Linked DNA regions of Sus scrofa: all the other regions are linked to region 3. A link is a contact called in public promoter capture Hi-C data. All regions are on one chromosome and are shown on one strand. The core of a region is the stretch at or near the end of the contact, and the rest is flanking DNA. Distances in the headings are between cores, read along the strand shown. Region 1 holds the start of FECH (ferrochelatase). Region 2 holds the start of NARS (asparagine--tRNA ligase, cytoplasmic). Region 3 holds the start of WDR7 (WD repeat-containing protein 7). Region 4 holds the start of ONECUT2 (one cut domain family member 2).

Region 1 (3,962 bases), core at 1,195-3,694, 860 kb after region 3:
CAAAAATGTGCGCCATTTTAAAAATTAACAGAAATAGGAGTTCCTTTTGTGGCTCAGTGGTTACCAAATCTGACTAGGATCCATGAGGTTTCAGGTTCGATTCCTGGCCTCACTCAGTGGGTTAAGGATCTGGCGTTGCCATGACCTGTGGTGTAGGTCGCAGACACAGCTCAGATCCCTCGTTGCTATGGCTGTGGCGTAGGCTGGCAGCTATAGCTCTGATTCGACCCTAGCCTGGGAACTTCCATGTGCTGTGAATGCGGCTCTAAAAAGCAAAAAAATGAAATAAGAAAATGAACAGAAATAAGATCCTATATTATAACTATTAATAAACACTTGGGGAGAGGAGGCTTTAAGAAAAGAATTGTTATTTTGCTGTTATGGAGCCAAAATATTCTGTCATTAATTTAAACACTGATTTTCTTTTTTATTATTCTAGATTTATTTTTTCTAATTACAAAAGACATATGTGCCTAATGTAGAAAATTTGGAAAGAAAAAGGCACAAAGAAACAAAAATTGATTACTCTACCAACTTTCTAAAAGTACAATGGCACAATGTATGTGGTTAAGCAAGAAGTAAGAATACTCAAAAATAAGGACTATATACATTTATACTGGGGAGCTTCTTATAATTTTCTAATATGCAAAAATACAAAGTGAGTGCAAAATTTTGCTTTTCTACTGCAAGAATTCAAGAAATACTACTCAATTTTTTCTAGAAATTATTTATTTATTTATTTATTTATTTATTTATTTATTTGTCTTTTTGCCATTTCTTGGGCCGCTCTCACGGCATATGGAGGTTCCCAGGCTAGGGGTCGAATCAGAGCTGTAGCCACGGCCTACGCCAGAGCCACAGCAACGCGGGATCCGAGCCGCGTCTTCAACCTACACCACAGCTCACGGCAACGCCGGACTGTTAACCCACTGAGCAAGGGCAGGGACCGAACCCACAACCTCATGGTTCCTAGTCGGATTCGTTAACCACTGCGCCACGACAGGAACTCCACAGTCTAGAAATTAATTAGAAGTTAATTCCTTCATATAAAACAAGATAATTTCAGTACTATAACTACATCTTAAAATCAGAGTCCATAATTCAGTTGAACTCTAAATCTACTTCCACTATGGTTAACTAATCCTTTCGCTTAGTTACTTATAACCCGGACAACAAATCCTTTAAAGTTTCTCGTATTGTTCTACAACCTCAACTCTAAAGCCTGTCCAGACTTTGCTACAGGAAGGATGGATGAAAGAAAAGACTAATTGGATACCTCTTTCAGCTCCATTACTGGCACTGTGCTTCCTCTTCTTAAAAGACAATGTCTTTTGTCTCCCACTACCCTTAGCAACTGGATCCTCATTGTACACTAGGACCTTATTATTTTCCTAACAAAGGCACCTGTAATAAGATATGGAGGTTTAGAATGGATGCCTTCTCAGAAGGTGCCAAATGGATGATTTAGGGAGTTTATAAAAATAAGTCAGATCTGTGTCCAGTAACCATTCAAAGGTACTAATTTAGCATCTTAGCAGGTGGCAGCCTTTTACATAACAATAACTGAACACTTTGAGGGTATCTATATATCTACTGTGTGCCTGTCACGGTGCTATAGGCGTTATCTGTATTCAGCTAATCTCCATGGCAAGCTTATGAGGTATTACCTTCTCCTTTTACGTTTAACAAAGTTCAAGCTACACTGAATCCCTTGCTGAAGTGCTGCAGGGCTAGTATCCCAGCCAGGAGTGTCTGAACTAGAGTTCTGTCAGCAAAGTACGTTCACGTCTGTATCAGATATGTGCAGGATTGTCACTGGGGCTTTTTCTCCAAATACCTGTATAAAACACTAAGCCCAGCTGCCCCGCAGTGGGTCCTGCTGCAAAAGTGAGCACTGCGTGACGCCAGGGGCTAGGGAGAGGAGCAGTGGACCCAGTGTGACTTCCACCACCAGGGAGGGAACCTCAGGGTAGATGTCTACGGTGATGATGATGGTGACGTTGCCATCGTTACCATTTCTGTGCCTGGCCCTTAACGCACTCTGCCTCCCGTAATCCTCACAACTCTGTGACTATCATTATTCTTATTTTACAGAAAAGAACTAAGGCTCTGAGAAATTCAGCCACTCCTCATGGCCACCCAGCTGACCAATAGGACTCCAGGACCCCTCCCCACGGCCTCCGAGGGCCGTCAAGTAAGCCCCACGGGAGGGTCCCTTTCCGGATCCCTTCTCCGCCCCTTGCCCCACAACCCAGCTTCCTGTGCAGCCGCCGTCGTTCCTGGAAGTTCCCAGGCCCGGGGGCCTGCAGCTAGCTGCCTGCTGTCCCCGCCGTCACCGGGTCCCCAGCCTAGGCGGCGGCCGCGACAACCCCACTTACGCAGATCGCGGAGCAGGACGCCCCCAGATCGCAGGGCCGCAGCCATGTTTGTGCCGACTGAAAGCATTCCCGGGGCAGCCTCGGCCCGGGGCCTGGGTTCCTCCCGCAGCAGCACAGCCAGGCACGGGCTCCGACAACGACCAGTCGCAGAGCGCAGCACCAGCCACCCACGCTGCCTTATCATGCGCCGCCACTCCCTGCGCCCAGGCTGCGCGCCCGCTCATTCGCTGCCGAACCGGGGCGGGGATCGAGGGCGGGGCCAGGAGGAGGCACGCCCCTCACCGGGGCCTGCCCTGCCGTAAGGCAGTCTTCAGGGTAAGAAACGGCTCAGGACTGTACTATCCGCCCTTTCCATCTCTTCCACCAAAAATACTTGCGTTGGCGCCCAGCTTCACTCTGTGTCTCCCTGGTTGCACATAGCCACCTGACCAAGGCAGGAACTGCAACCACAACTCAGCAAAGAACTTTCTTGACATTACCGTTACTATCGCATAGAATGAGAATGCTTTTGCCTCAATTCTCCACTTTCGTTGCCTAGGTACAGAACAACTGTGCTGACTCTTTTGCTTTGTTTTCAGAATGAGAAAAGGAATTCTTTCATATAAGACACTCACGAATAATTATCCAATTTTTCTGCAGCAGATTTTGACAGCTGTGACCAGAAAGCCAACATTATACAGCTAACGTGATCGTGTTAAGAAAAGTGAAGGCCAGCCCAGCAAATCAACTTCTTGGAAGGCTAGTGTGGTGAAGTTTATCAGTATGATGTCTGCGCACCTTGACAAGGTAGTCACCTGACCCCAAACCGCCCACGGGACAGCCCCCACCCCCTTCATTTTTAGCCTTTCCTACATCCCTACACCTGCACCCCTACATCCCGCCCACCTGACCCATAAATTCAGTGCGTCTCAGAGTACAAGACCAACCTTTGGAACAGAAAGGTGTCAGGCATCATTCTTTCATTCACTGAACAAGCATTGAGCATCTATCATGTGCACTTGGAAAACAGCAATGAATAGAACAGAGGAGGGGCTTACATGGGGATTAGGGGAGAGTCAGAAAATAATCACAATATGTACTATTTAGGGTGATGATGAGCGTTAGAAAGAAAGAAGCGATGTAACAGAGATGAGAGAGAGGAGGCTAATGCAATTTGAAATAAAGAGGTCAGAGAAGTCCTCACTGCCATTTGTGAAAGACCTGAGGAAGTAGGGGGCATGCCATGTGGAACATTCCAGGAAGATGGAGTCTAGATTGGGTTGGAAAAGTTTTCTGTATTCTCTTGATTAAATTAGTTTATTTATTATTAAAGTTAGTCCTCCTTGGTTATAAGCTCAGTGTAAATATGTCAAATTAAATGAATTACCTTTCATATTATCTACATGATCTTCAAATCAACTCAGAATGAAAATTATATTAGTTTAATTTGCCCTTTAAGGAGGTGATCTTCAGGAGTTCTCTGGTAGCCTAGAGCTGTGGCATGGGTTCGAGTCCTGGTTCAGGGAATTTCCTCATGCCATGGGCATGGCCAAAAAATAAATAAAAAAGAGAGGTGATCTTCATAGATAATATATTCCTCTACCT
Region 2 (3,994 bases), core at 607-3,106, 900 kb after region 3:
AACAGGTCTTCGACAGTTAAATATTTTCAGGAGAGGATTTTATGAGCCCAATTCTTACATCTCATATCTAGAAAAGACTTCATGGTGACATCTGCTCCTGGTAACTAGCAGTAACCTCCACAAGGCTAGCAGCTAACTTATATAAAATGTGTGTGTGTGGCTGCATGTACTTCCCCTCCAAAATCACATGTGTACTGACACTCCCTCCTACTTCTTTGGAGCAGAATTTCAAAGTTATCTGAAATGCTGCCTCCTGGGCTGTAGTCTTCATTTTGTCCCCAGTAAAACAACTTTCAACTTGTAAGTCATCCATAGTTTTTAAGCTGACAAAAGCGAAGGTTTAAAGTGTGCTTGTATTTTTTAAATTTATTTTTTATTTTTTAATTTTATTACTCAATGAATTTATTGCATTTATATAAAAATAAAAATAATAATTAAAAATTTTTTAAAAATTTAAAGGAAAAAAATTTTTTAAAAATGTGCTTGTACAGTTGAGTGTGTTTTCTTGCCCCTGCCATTATCAGGAGAAGAGTTTACTGGTCCAAGGAAGGTGATAGAAGTGTGACCTGGATCCAGTCTACATCTTGGAACTAAACCCACCTGAACTTGGTCCAGATCAGCTGACTCCTAGATAGACCAGTGAGAATAAATGATTGTTGTGTTGCCTCTGAGTTTTGGAACATTTTGTTACACAGCTTTATCAGGACAGTAGTGACCGATAAAAGCCCCGTTACTCAGAAGCAGCTGGCTTAAAAGAGGAGCTGAATAGCCTATTGGGAGGCAGTTAAAACACACTGCAAGGTGTCAGACAATGTTTGATGCAATCTCTCACACAGTGGAATGTATATTATTATGATTATTTTGTGTGTTTTTTGGTTTCAAACAGTTCTCCAGGTATTTTCATTTCTGTGAAGCACTTGAAATGTCTATGACCCACACTGAAGCCAGAAGGCAGAAATCTTTACTGTTTTTTTTTTTTTGGTTTTGTTTTGTTTTGTTTTTTGTCTTTTTGCTATTTCTCTGGGCCGCTCCCACAGCTTATGGAGGTTCCCAGGCTAGGGGTTGAATCGGAGCTGTAGCCGCCACCCTACGCCAGAGCCACAGCAACGCGGGATCCGAGCCGCGTCTGCAACCTACACCACAGCTCAAGGCAACACCGGATCGTTAACCCACTGAGCAAGGGCAGGGACAGAACCCGCAACCCGCAACGAATTCCTAGTCGGATTCGTTAACCACTGCGCCACTACGGGAACTCCAATCTTTACCGTTCTTTGCCCAAAGGAAGGACAAACTCTCCTAACACCAGTGAAGACCACATGAAATGGAAGTGAGAGAAGGGACGACAGCTCCAGGGCAACTGCAGACAAGACCCTCTGCCTGCCTCCTGCAGTTTCTACCCCCAGTAATAAAAACAAAGCAGTCAACCTCTTTCCTAGAGTGGTTTGCTCCTCATCTACCCACAGCCCGTACTGAACTTGCCCCTGCCCCCTGTGTCTGGTCCCTGGCCCGTACATGTCACTACCAGAATGTAGGTAAGATGCCATGCTGGCATCCTTCCAGGGCACTCAGCACAGCTTGCACTCAGTAAGCGTTTGCTAATTATCTGTTGGGCAGACAGTTTAGTCCAACCTCCTTCCGGAAGCAGAACTTTACTTACAGCATCGTGGAAACAGTCACTTCCAAGAACAAATTGAAATTTGTCGGTGCTTATAGTGAATGAATGCATGCAGTGAATGGTATTGTTTTTCTCTCCTCCTCAGACCGCCCAGCTGGGGCGCCCTCTTCTTGCGGTCCTCGATATTTCGCCCCCGCCCATCAGGGTTGTTCTAGTCTCTGGGTAGAAGCCTCCTCCGCTCCACCGGGAGCCAGAAGCGAATCACGGTCCTAACCCTGTTATGGCCCCCGCGGGCCACCGTAGCGGGCCGCTGGCTGGGGCCCAAGGCCCGCAACTTCCGTGTTGCCATGTTGTCTCCAGGCACTTTTGCCTTTCCACACGTGGTCTTAACATTTCCGGTTCTGCGCGGCACCTCCCCTGTGAGTAAGGGAGGCTGGATCTCAGGCTTGTTTGAGCACAGCTTTCCGTGCGTTATCTTGGAGCAAGCGCGCAGGCTTCTTTAGCGCTTTTTTATGCACTAAAGTTATTTGCTCCTCAAGACGTTTCGAAGAGAGAAGAGGCAAAAATCACTGTAAGCGTTTCTAGGACACTTTTCCCCAACCCAGGGCCGGGAACGGGGGCTGGGGTGTGGGGAGGGGAAGCTTAGTGTTTGCCTAGATAGCGAAGCGGTCAAGCAATCGAAGAAAATCTCAGTAATGTTTGAGAAAATCTCAGTAATGTTTAAAATCGATTTGACACTGCAAACAAAAAGTGGGAATTATCATTACAGTGACACTATTAACTTAGAAAACTGGAAATGTAACTTTTTGCTTGTAGAGTTAAATTTAAGCATTTAGGTTTGCTCGTTAATTTATTTTGGCGGCCCCCAGGCTCTTTCGTGTTTGTAAACTGCTAGCTTTGTCTTTAATCTCTTCCTGAAAAGTTAAAATGAAGGACACTATAAAGTGTCCTTCATTTTTCTTGAAGGCGGGTGACTAATGGGGCACTGAAGCCAGATATCCTAGGACACAGGGCTCTTTCTGCCTCAGTGACTCTGCTCGGGTTCCTTAATCTCTCTGAGCCACAGGTTTTTCAACTGTAAAGTGATGATAATATTCTGGAAAGGCTGCCTTTGGAGGTTAATGTGAGATACAGAAATGCCTAGTGTGTGCTTGGCATCTAGTGAACTTTCTGAATTAGGATGTAAATAGTATTGCTAGTTAATCATTGTTCTTTTGTTCCATGATCCTGCTTAAATCAAATCTCAGGCCTTCAAACTGCTGAGGGATGCTGGTGGGACGGACCCATACCCCACTCCTAATGAATTCTGGCCAGTTTTCAAAGTATCTCAGACTCTGCAGATCTTTTCCACTGCCCCAACTCTCTCAAGAAATGACCCATCTCTTGCTTCACGCTGTTGAATAGGAGCTCTGATGGCCCTCCTTCAAAACTCTCAAACTTTCCAGGCTCAGCACCTGTCCTTACCTTCTGGTACAATGTAACCACAGCTGACCCTTGAACAACACAAATTTGAATTGATGGGTGGGTTTTTCCCCAGTAAATACCTAGTGCAGTAGTACAGGATCTGCAGTTGGTTGATTCCACCGATGGTCAGTTATAAAGTTATAATCTGATTTTCGGCTGCGTGAGGATTTGTGCCCTAACCCCTGAGTTGTTCAGGGCTCAGCTGTTGTATCCTTCCTCCTGTCTTCTCAGTCCTCCTTATTTCTCCAGTCTAATCTCTATACTCCAGCCAGGGCGAACAGTTGGAAACATAAACTCTCATTCTCCAGCTGGCAACCCTCCCTGACTTCTTTTGCTCTTAGGATCCACCCCAACCCCCCCCCGTAGGCTCACCAGGCTGTATGCTCTCAAGCTTTCTAAATGCACAATTCGTATCAGCCTGGACTCCTTTCTTTGAATTGACCTGGGTACAATGTGGGATTTGAGATAGTCTTGAAAGTTGAAGGTAGAGTCAAATGGTCTTGAAAGTTGAAGGTAGAGTCAAATGGAGGGGGGAGTGGGAAGCTTTCAGAACACAAGGGATTGTGTTCTCTGAAAGCAATGAGGGAGAACTCCCCCAGGTTATTTTGAAGAGCAATCATGGTATTAGTTTAGCAGGAGTTGAGGCTCCTGTGGGGTCTCTGGGGATCTCAGAGGCCCAGTGGATTTCTTGGTTTATGGTTGTGTGTGTATTTTGTTTTTGTTTGTTTTTGTTGTTGTTGGAGCAGATCATGAAAGTATTTTCACCCCAAGCCACAAAATCCTAAGAAACAGTCTGGTCTTGGACAAACCCAATAAATTGAAAAGAGCTCTTCTAGGTTCACATTTACTCAAGATGTTGGCAGTGATGGAATCCTGAGGCAAGTTTCCCAAAAAGTTGAACCATAAATATACCTT
Region 3 (3,766 bases), core at 249-2,748:
CTTTCTTTTTTTTTCTTTCTGCTTTTTAGGGCTGCACCTGCAGCACATGGAGGTTCCCAGGATAGGGGTTCAATCAGAGCTACAGCTGCCAGCCTAGCCACAGCCACAGCAATGCAGGATCCGAGCCATGTCTGTGACCTACACCACAGCTCACAGCAAAGCCAGATATTTCAACCTACTGAGCGAGGCCAGGGATTGAACTGGAAACTCCATGGTTCCTAGTTGGATTCGTTTCCACTGCTCCGTGACAGGAACTCCTGTGTGTGTTTTTCTTTCAGTTGACAACAGAAATAATAACTTGTTGATGGGAAGGCTTTTGACCAAACCAACACTTATGTCTCTTTTGGTAAATTAGCACAGAAATAATCCTGTCTGAAGAAGTTGTTTCTGTCTTGTTCTGATTCCTGAATCCGCTACTTCAGGTGCTGTCCAATAGGAATTTGCCAATCAAGGTGTGGTCCAAGGACCAGAGGAATGGGAGCTTGTTAGAAACGGAGCTTGTTAGAAATGGAGAATCTTAGACTTCACTCCAGAACTACTGAATCAGAAGCTTCATTTCAACAAGTTTCACAGGTGATTCATACACACAGTGACTTTTGAGAATTGCAGTAGAATTCCTACTTGTCGTATAAATCCATTAGTGAGATTATTAATGAAAAACAAACCCAGGGAAGGAGTATCTTTTCTATCTTTTTAACACAGGCCACCAGGATGGCCCCAGATTCTTCTTTGGCTATCAGTCATTCATTCACACATTTAACAAATATTTGCGATGAAGATAAGCAAGTATAATAAGTAACTGACATCTATTGAGCTCTTTTAACCTCCTACACATCTATGAGGTTATTATGGCTATTTTGTATATTGGGGACATTGAGGAGAATGAAGAGGAGCAGCAAGATGCCCCAGATGACTCTTAGACTGCAGTGGAGGAACTGGGATCCAAAGTCATGCCTGTCTGAAGGCAAAACTCGCGATCCACCACTCTTCGCGGCCCGCACAAGTGAACATTCATTCTCTCTCCAGAACAGTGATGTTGCACAAGGTCAGACTTCCCTTAGTCAAGTAGCCGAGTTCCTCATTTGGCCCTCTGTGTCCCAGCCAGCAGACAAGTTCGGGGTCAGAGGAAAGCAGTAACCAAATCCAGAGTTAACACTTTCCAGGAGCCTGGACCGAGTCTGGGGGCCGAAGAGTAAACTTGCAGCGCCTTGGTCACAGGAACCAAACACCTAGACTTAATCATTTCATCCTTCCCTTCATCTTGGTCCTCCCAGCATGGGAATCCGAGGCGAGAACAGAACCTAGACAAGCCTTCCCTTAACCAAAATGGCGGCCATGCACTCCCTGCCCACTATCTGACGTAGTCACCGCCCTTTGGTTTCCGTGGTAACGCAGCCCATGCTCTCCGCGCTGGCCTCTGCCGGGCGTGTATGGAAATAAGGAGCATTTCCCTCCCCCTCATTTTTGCGACAGTTGCGGGGAAAGTCACGGCAGTTGGCTGGAGTCAGCTGATTTACTGCAGCGGCGGCGGCGGCGGTGGCAACGGCATCTTGCATCCTCTGTGGAGAGACAGAGGTTGGGCTGGGGTTGCGATCCAAAGTTTTCCCACCCGGATTTGCCCACCCCACCTGTTCCCTGGATTCGTCCTCGTCCTGTCCTTTTGTAGGAGCGCCGCGGTGGTGGGACTGGGACAGGAAACATCACGGCATGAAATGAAGCTGTGACAGGTAAGGTGGCTTTCGAGCTTCCCCAGCGGGAAGCCCAGGGCGGCATGTGCCCCCAACGTGGAGGTCAGGGGCCGAGGGTCAAGGGTCACAGTAACGCTTCAGCCGGGGGCAGTGCCCGCTGTCAGAGCACTGCTCTTGGAAGGTCTATTTTCTGCGGATCCTGCAGGTTCAGGCCCACAGCTAGGAGCCTGTGCCTGGAGCATGGGTCCTGTCAGGGGTTTTGGGACTCCTTGGTCTACTGAATGACATTTGCTACTGTGACACTAGCTTTGGTCTTGAGATGGGACCGCCTTGCCCTCAGTGGCAGTCTAAACAGGGTGAGTTGCTTAATGTTTTTAGGTGAGTGGTTCTTGGCAGTGCTTTTGGGAAACGTGCTTGCTATGGGGATGCATGTAGTCTCTCCTGGTGCTCTGCAGTTTGCCCTTGCCTAAGGTCCTGAGGCATCTGTTAGTACACCTGATCGTTTGCATCCCTTTCCCCTAAGACTTGGTCTAAGAGAATACCTGCTACTGCTTCTCATTTACTAGTGCGTCCCAAGCTTTTTGAGGCTATATGTTTGGATTCAGAACTACCCTGCCTTGGATTCAAAAATTGCGTTTTATGTTTTGACTCATTTGCTATGCCAGTTTCTCAGGTCCTAGTCAAAATTTACTGCTTCCTGTAGTTTGAAACCGTGGCAGCTACAGTTGCATTTCAGGCAGCACTGGAATTGGTTTTCTTTCTTTCTTTTTTTGTCTTTTTAGGGCCGCACCTGAGATATATGGAGGTTCCTACGTTAGAGGTCAAATGGGATCTGTAGCTGACGGCCTACGCCACAGCCACAGCAAAGCGGGATCCGAGCCTCCTCTGGGACCTGCACCACAGATTACTGCAATGCCAGATCTTTAACCCTCTGAGCAAGGCCAGGGATTGAACCTACGTCCTCATGGTTACCAGTCAGAGTCTTTTTCCCTGAGCCACGACGGGAACTCCAGCATTGGAATTGTTGATGCTACTGGTTTTAGGGTTCAATGAGAGCCACTGCCTGCTTTGACAGCATTTGGCATGAGCCACAAAAGGAAAGCTGTGATTCTTTCAGATGTTTATTGCTTAGGGCTATATGGACAAGACGTTAAGAATCATCTGTTGTATGAGATAAATTGATTACGCTTTTGAAATTTTGTTGCACACAGAAACTTGTGTTATAAGTAACTCGTTAGAAGCACCTCGTGACATTATGGAGATGGAGAAAAGCCAAAAGTGAAAATAGTGTGTTGAAATGCCTTTACTATTACGAAGAATCAAAGATTACTTTGATTTCATCCAAAATAATAGATCTTATTTATTTCAAATTGGGCAAACAGAGCAGTATAAAAAGCTAGTAAATGCCTTGTTAATTTTCAGTTAGAGATTATGGTGAGAAATTCATTTATGTAAGTGTCTGTTTTTATTTTAAATGCTCCCAGAGCCCTTCTTAGCAGAAAAACTAGAGCATACACTTTATTTTTTCTTATTGCCACCTGTACCTAAATTTTAAAAGATCTTAGGTAAATCAAAGGCACTGGGCTTTGCCTTGTTTGAGTATCACTATGGTAACTTAAATTTTGGTGTAGTGAGGTTTTTTTTTTTTTTTTTTTTTTTTTGATGGAAGGGAATGCCAGCCTTTGTTTTCACTTGGGTTCAAGTTTAGAGCCATCTCAGACAGTATAGCAAATAGGGAAAAAACACAGATCTTGGGACCAAAGTTTATTCCAACAGAAGAATATTAACTATGTGGTGATTGGCAACTGTGACCTGCAGTATCTTCAGTAAAGTGGGGAGAGCATCACCCTTGCTTCTAGCGACTGTTATAATTGCCTTTGTCCTGGTCACTGGCCCAGACACTCCACCTCACAGGCAGGTCAGCTGAGAGAATGTGAGCTCTGCAGGTCTCAGTTCTTCTAGTGAGGGTGGGACTCAGTGAGTTATTGAACCTCTGATGTAGCCCCTAACTCCAGACATTTACCAAAGGCAGGAAATAGGAACTTGAACTGGTTCCTTTTTATTTGACCATAAGTTCT
Region 4 (3,576 bases), core at 479-2,978, 720 kb after region 3:
TTGGCAAGATATTGGCCAGAGCTCAATGAAGTTGATCTATAAATAGTGTCACTATTGATCTATAAATAGTATATTCATGTGACAGGATGATGTGGGAGGGGGGTGGAATTTTTTGCTCGGCAACTAGAAGAGAGGGGAGGGCAGGCGTAAAAGGTCACCTAGACTAAGAACTGTTTTACAAATGAATTAAACCTTTCTCTAGCGCCAGGAAGGCTTATGCGGTATTCCAGACTGTGTCCCTGTTTTCTTATCAAGTTTTCTCTAGCAGCTGGAAGTGGTTGGAGGGGTCTGTCTTAAGGATACCCCCTGCTCTTCTTTTGACAGCTGATCAAAAGAAAATAGGTCACGCTTCTCAAACTTATGTCCACCCTGTCCTTAATTACTGTCTCTTTAAACAAAGGCAACATCTGCGCAACCTCAGCCAGCTTGAATCTTCGGAGGCAGACCGAGCTCAACCTGCTTTGGAAGAATCTGTTACTTTTAAGGCTTTCGAAACCGAGCCGCTCTCTGTCGTCAACCACCCCAACCCCGGCCGCACAAATGTCCATACTCAGCGCCACTCGCTGACCGAGGGTTACCAAACAACGGAAATCCCGGGTAGACGAAGGCGCACTTTTCAAAGCCTCGGCTTGCGAGCGTTCTAAGAACTCGCCAGAGCTCTGGTCTTTTAAGAAGCAGAGTTTGAATATGCAGATATCACCTCTAAGTCATCTACCCAGTGCCGAAATCCCGGGCGTTCCTCTCCCGGGATTCTAGAGAAGATTGTGAGTGTGTGTGTGTGTGTGTGTGTGTGTGTGTGTGTGTGTGTGTGGAAAGATCCGCATGTAATGGGTAAGGTCCTGGGTGGTTTACATACTCCCTGCCCCAAGGAGAAGTTTGCTCACTACAGGCAACGGCAACAACCCTGCGGTACACTGCCCCCACTCCTCACTCGCACATACTTCTTTCCAACTCGCTCGCGCGGCAAGCCTTTGGTCACCTTGAAACCTCAGCTCCTGGAGTTCTAGTTTTGTTTTGCAATCTAGCAGTGCCCTTCTGAAGGCTCATAACTGAGAGATTTATGGGCTCGCTAGGTAATTAAATGATGTTATTGTGTTAACTTTGCATGCATTACGGCGGCCCGAGCCGAGGGTGGGCTTGCGTCTGCTGGCCGCAGCTCGCAGGCGGCTAGGGCGCTGGAGTTCCCTTCGCCTTGTAGATTATGCACTCCTCAGTCTCGGGAATTTACCCTGAACTAGAATACATTTGCGCCTGAATTTTAAAAGGCTAAAGTACCGGCTCCCAGTTAGAGACGCTTGGGAAGCGGCTTGTTTGGAGACGTGGGTTTGTTTTTACACCAGCACGTAGCTGGAGTCTTTTAAGACTCGCTTCGAGAAAAGCTGTGGGGTGAAGCGAAGGGAACTGAAGCAAAAGCCCTTTAGCCCAGATTGCTGCAGATCTGAAGACACACACAGTACCATCTTTAACGTAATTTCTCGCCCTCACTCACACTCTCGCCTCCCTCTCCCCATTACCCCCTCTCCCCCTCCCTCTCTCTCCTTGACGTTTGATTCCTATGGCAAAAGAGGGGGAAAAAAAAAAGGCACAGAGCCGTCAGCCAAACATGAAACGTGTGGCCCCGCCTCCTCCTCAGCTATTGGCAATTCAGCGTAGGAGACCCGCCCTCCAGGGCAGCCGCACCCGCGGAGTGGCTGCTCGCGGCGCCCATCGGACACTGCCCCGCCCCGGGTCCGGGAGGGTAGGTTGGCTGCCCCGGCGAGCGGCAGAGCCCTTCTGGACAGCTCCCGCTCACCCAAACAGAAGACGTCGGCGCCAGAGCGGGCTCGGACATGGCCAGGCAGCGCGCCGGCCCGAGCGGCGGGGCCCGGTGATCCCTCCCTCCTTCCCCGCCCCCTCCCCTCTCCTGCACGCACGCCCCGTCCGCCCCCACCCCACCCCCACCCCGGGCGCGCCCGCCCGCCCTCAGCCCGGGGCGCACACCCTCACGCACGCTCCCCCTCCACACACTCACGCACTCCTGCACCCTCCCTCGCTCCCGCGGCCGAGCTCCGCCACGCGCGCTTTGCCAGCCCGCCGGCCGCCCCCGCCGCCCCCGCCGCCCCCGGGCCCCGATGGACTGAATGAAGGCTGCCTACACCGCCTATCGATGCCTCACCAAAGACCTAGAAGGCTGCGCCATGAACCCGGAGCTGACAATGGAAAGTCTGGGCACTTTGCACGGGCCGGCCGGCGGCGGCAGCGGCGGGGGCGGCGGCGGGGGCGGCGGGGGCGGCGGCGGGGCCCGGGCCATGATCAAGAACTGCTGGCCAGCCCCAGCCCCCACCACGCGGGCCGCGGCGCCGCTGGCTCGCTGCGGGGCCCGCCGCCGCCGCCGCCGCCAACGGCACACCAAGAACTGGGCACGGCGGCAGCGGCAGCAGCGGCGGCGTCGCGCTCGGCCATGGTCACTAGCATGGCCTCGATACTGGACGGCGGCGACTACCGGCCCGAGCTCTCCATCCCGCTCCATCACGCCATGAGCATGTCCTGCGACTCGTCCCCGCCCGGCATGGGCATGAGCAACACCTACACCACGCTGACGCCGCTCCAGCCGCTGCCTCCCATCTCCACCGTGTCGGACAAGTTCCACCACCCGCACCCACACCACCACCCACACCACCACCACCACCACCACCACCAGCGCCTGTCGGGCAACGTCAGCGGCAGCTTCACCCTCATGCGCGACGAGCGCGGGCTCCCGGCCATGAACAACCTCTACAGCCCCTACAAGGAGATGCCCGGCATGAGCCAGAGCCTGTCCCCGCTGACCGCCACACCGCTGGGCAACGGGCTGGGCGGCCTCCACAACGCGCAGCAGAGCCTGCCCAACTACGGGCCCCCGGGCCACGACAAAATGCTCAGCCCCAACTTCGAGGCGCACCACACTGCCATGCTTACCCGCGGTGAGCAACACCTGTCCCGCGGCCTGGGCACCCCGCCCGCAGCCATGATGTCGCACCTCAACGGGCTGCACCACCCGGGCCACGCTCAGTCCCACGGGCCGGTGCTGGCGCCCAGCCGCGAGAGGCCACCCTCATCCTCTTCAGGATCGCAGGTGGCCACGTCAGGCCAGCTGGAGGAAATCAACACCAAAGAGGTGGCCCAGCGCATCACCGCGGAGCTGAAGCGCTACAGCATCCCACAGGCGATCTTCGCGCAGAGGGTGTTGTGCCGGTCTCAGGGGACTCTCTCCGACCTGCTCCGGAACCCAAAACCGTGGAGTAAACTCAAATCTGGCAGGGAGACCTTCCGCAGGATGTGGAAGTGGCTGCAGGAGCCCGAGTTCCAGCGCATGTCCGCCTTACGCCTGGCAGGTAAGCCCAGAGGATTGCCCGGAGCCGGGCTGCTGAATGAGGGTTCCCGGGTGCCTGTGGCTCCGGCTGAGGGCGCCTAGCCACTCCTCTACCCTTCCACACTTCCTATTTCTTCTCTACTATAGTTCTTCTTCCGTTTTTTCTTTCTCTTCTCTTCTTTCTATCCTCCGTTTCTCTTTCTTCTTTTTCCATACTTCTCTTCCTTCTTACCTCCTTGTCTCCC

The links. Promoter capture Hi-C pulls out the DNA fragments that hold promoters and counts their contacts.
Region 1: a contact with region 3 is called in a promoter capture Hi-C map of fetal liver, with 5 times the contacts expected there. The contact joins the promoter of FECH here to the promoter of WDR7 in region 3. A contact is called at or near these places in 2 of 5 promoter capture datasets (fetal liver and liver) and 1 of 47 Hi-C or Micro-C datasets (retroperitoneal adipose tissue).
Region 2: a promoter capture Hi-C map of liver shows a contact between it and region 3, with 3 times the contacts expected there. The contact joins the promoter of NARS here to the promoter of WDR7 in region 3. A contact is called at or near these places in 1 of 5 promoter capture datasets (liver) and 1 of 2 datasets of contacts at active chromatin or transcription factors (alveolar macrophages).
Region 4: a contact with region 3 is called in a promoter capture Hi-C map of liver, with 2.5 times the contacts expected there. The contact joins the promoter of ONECUT2 here to the promoter of WDR7 in region 3. A contact is called at or near these places in 1 of 5 promoter capture datasets (liver) and 2 of 47 Hi-C or Micro-C datasets (both in embryonic fibroblasts).

What each region holds. Positions count from the first base shown.
Region 1 is chr1:106,895,791-106,899,752 of Sscrofa11.1, forward strand. It overlaps FECH (ferrochelatase), which reads right to left and starts at 2,445. Exons shown (of 11, transcript NM_001170523.1): 1 at 2,379-2,445. The coding sequence starts at 2,445. It overlaps LOC110260892 (a long non-coding RNA gene), which reads left to right and starts at 2,700. Exons shown (of 3, transcript XR_002344451.1): 1 at 2,700-2,916; 2 at 3,018-3,164.
Region 2 is chr1:106,931,249-106,935,242 of Sscrofa11.1, forward strand. It overlaps NARS (asparagine--tRNA ligase, cytoplasmic), which reads right to left and starts at 1,857. Exons shown (of 16, transcript XM_003121455.6): 1 at 1,658-1,857.
Region 3 is chr1:106,034,514-106,038,279 of Sscrofa11.1, forward strand. WDR7 (WD repeat-containing protein 7) reads left to right here and starts at 1,499. Exons shown (of 27, transcript XM_021093616.1): 1 at 1,499-1,727.
Region 4 is chr1:106,749,618-106,753,193 of Sscrofa11.1, forward strand. It overlaps ONECUT2 (one cut domain family member 2), which reads left to right and starts at 1,729. Exons shown (of 3, transcript XM_021093679.1): 1 at 1,729-2,274; 2 at 2,277-3,353. The coding sequence starts at 2,121. It also overlaps a transcript of LOC102164252 not described here.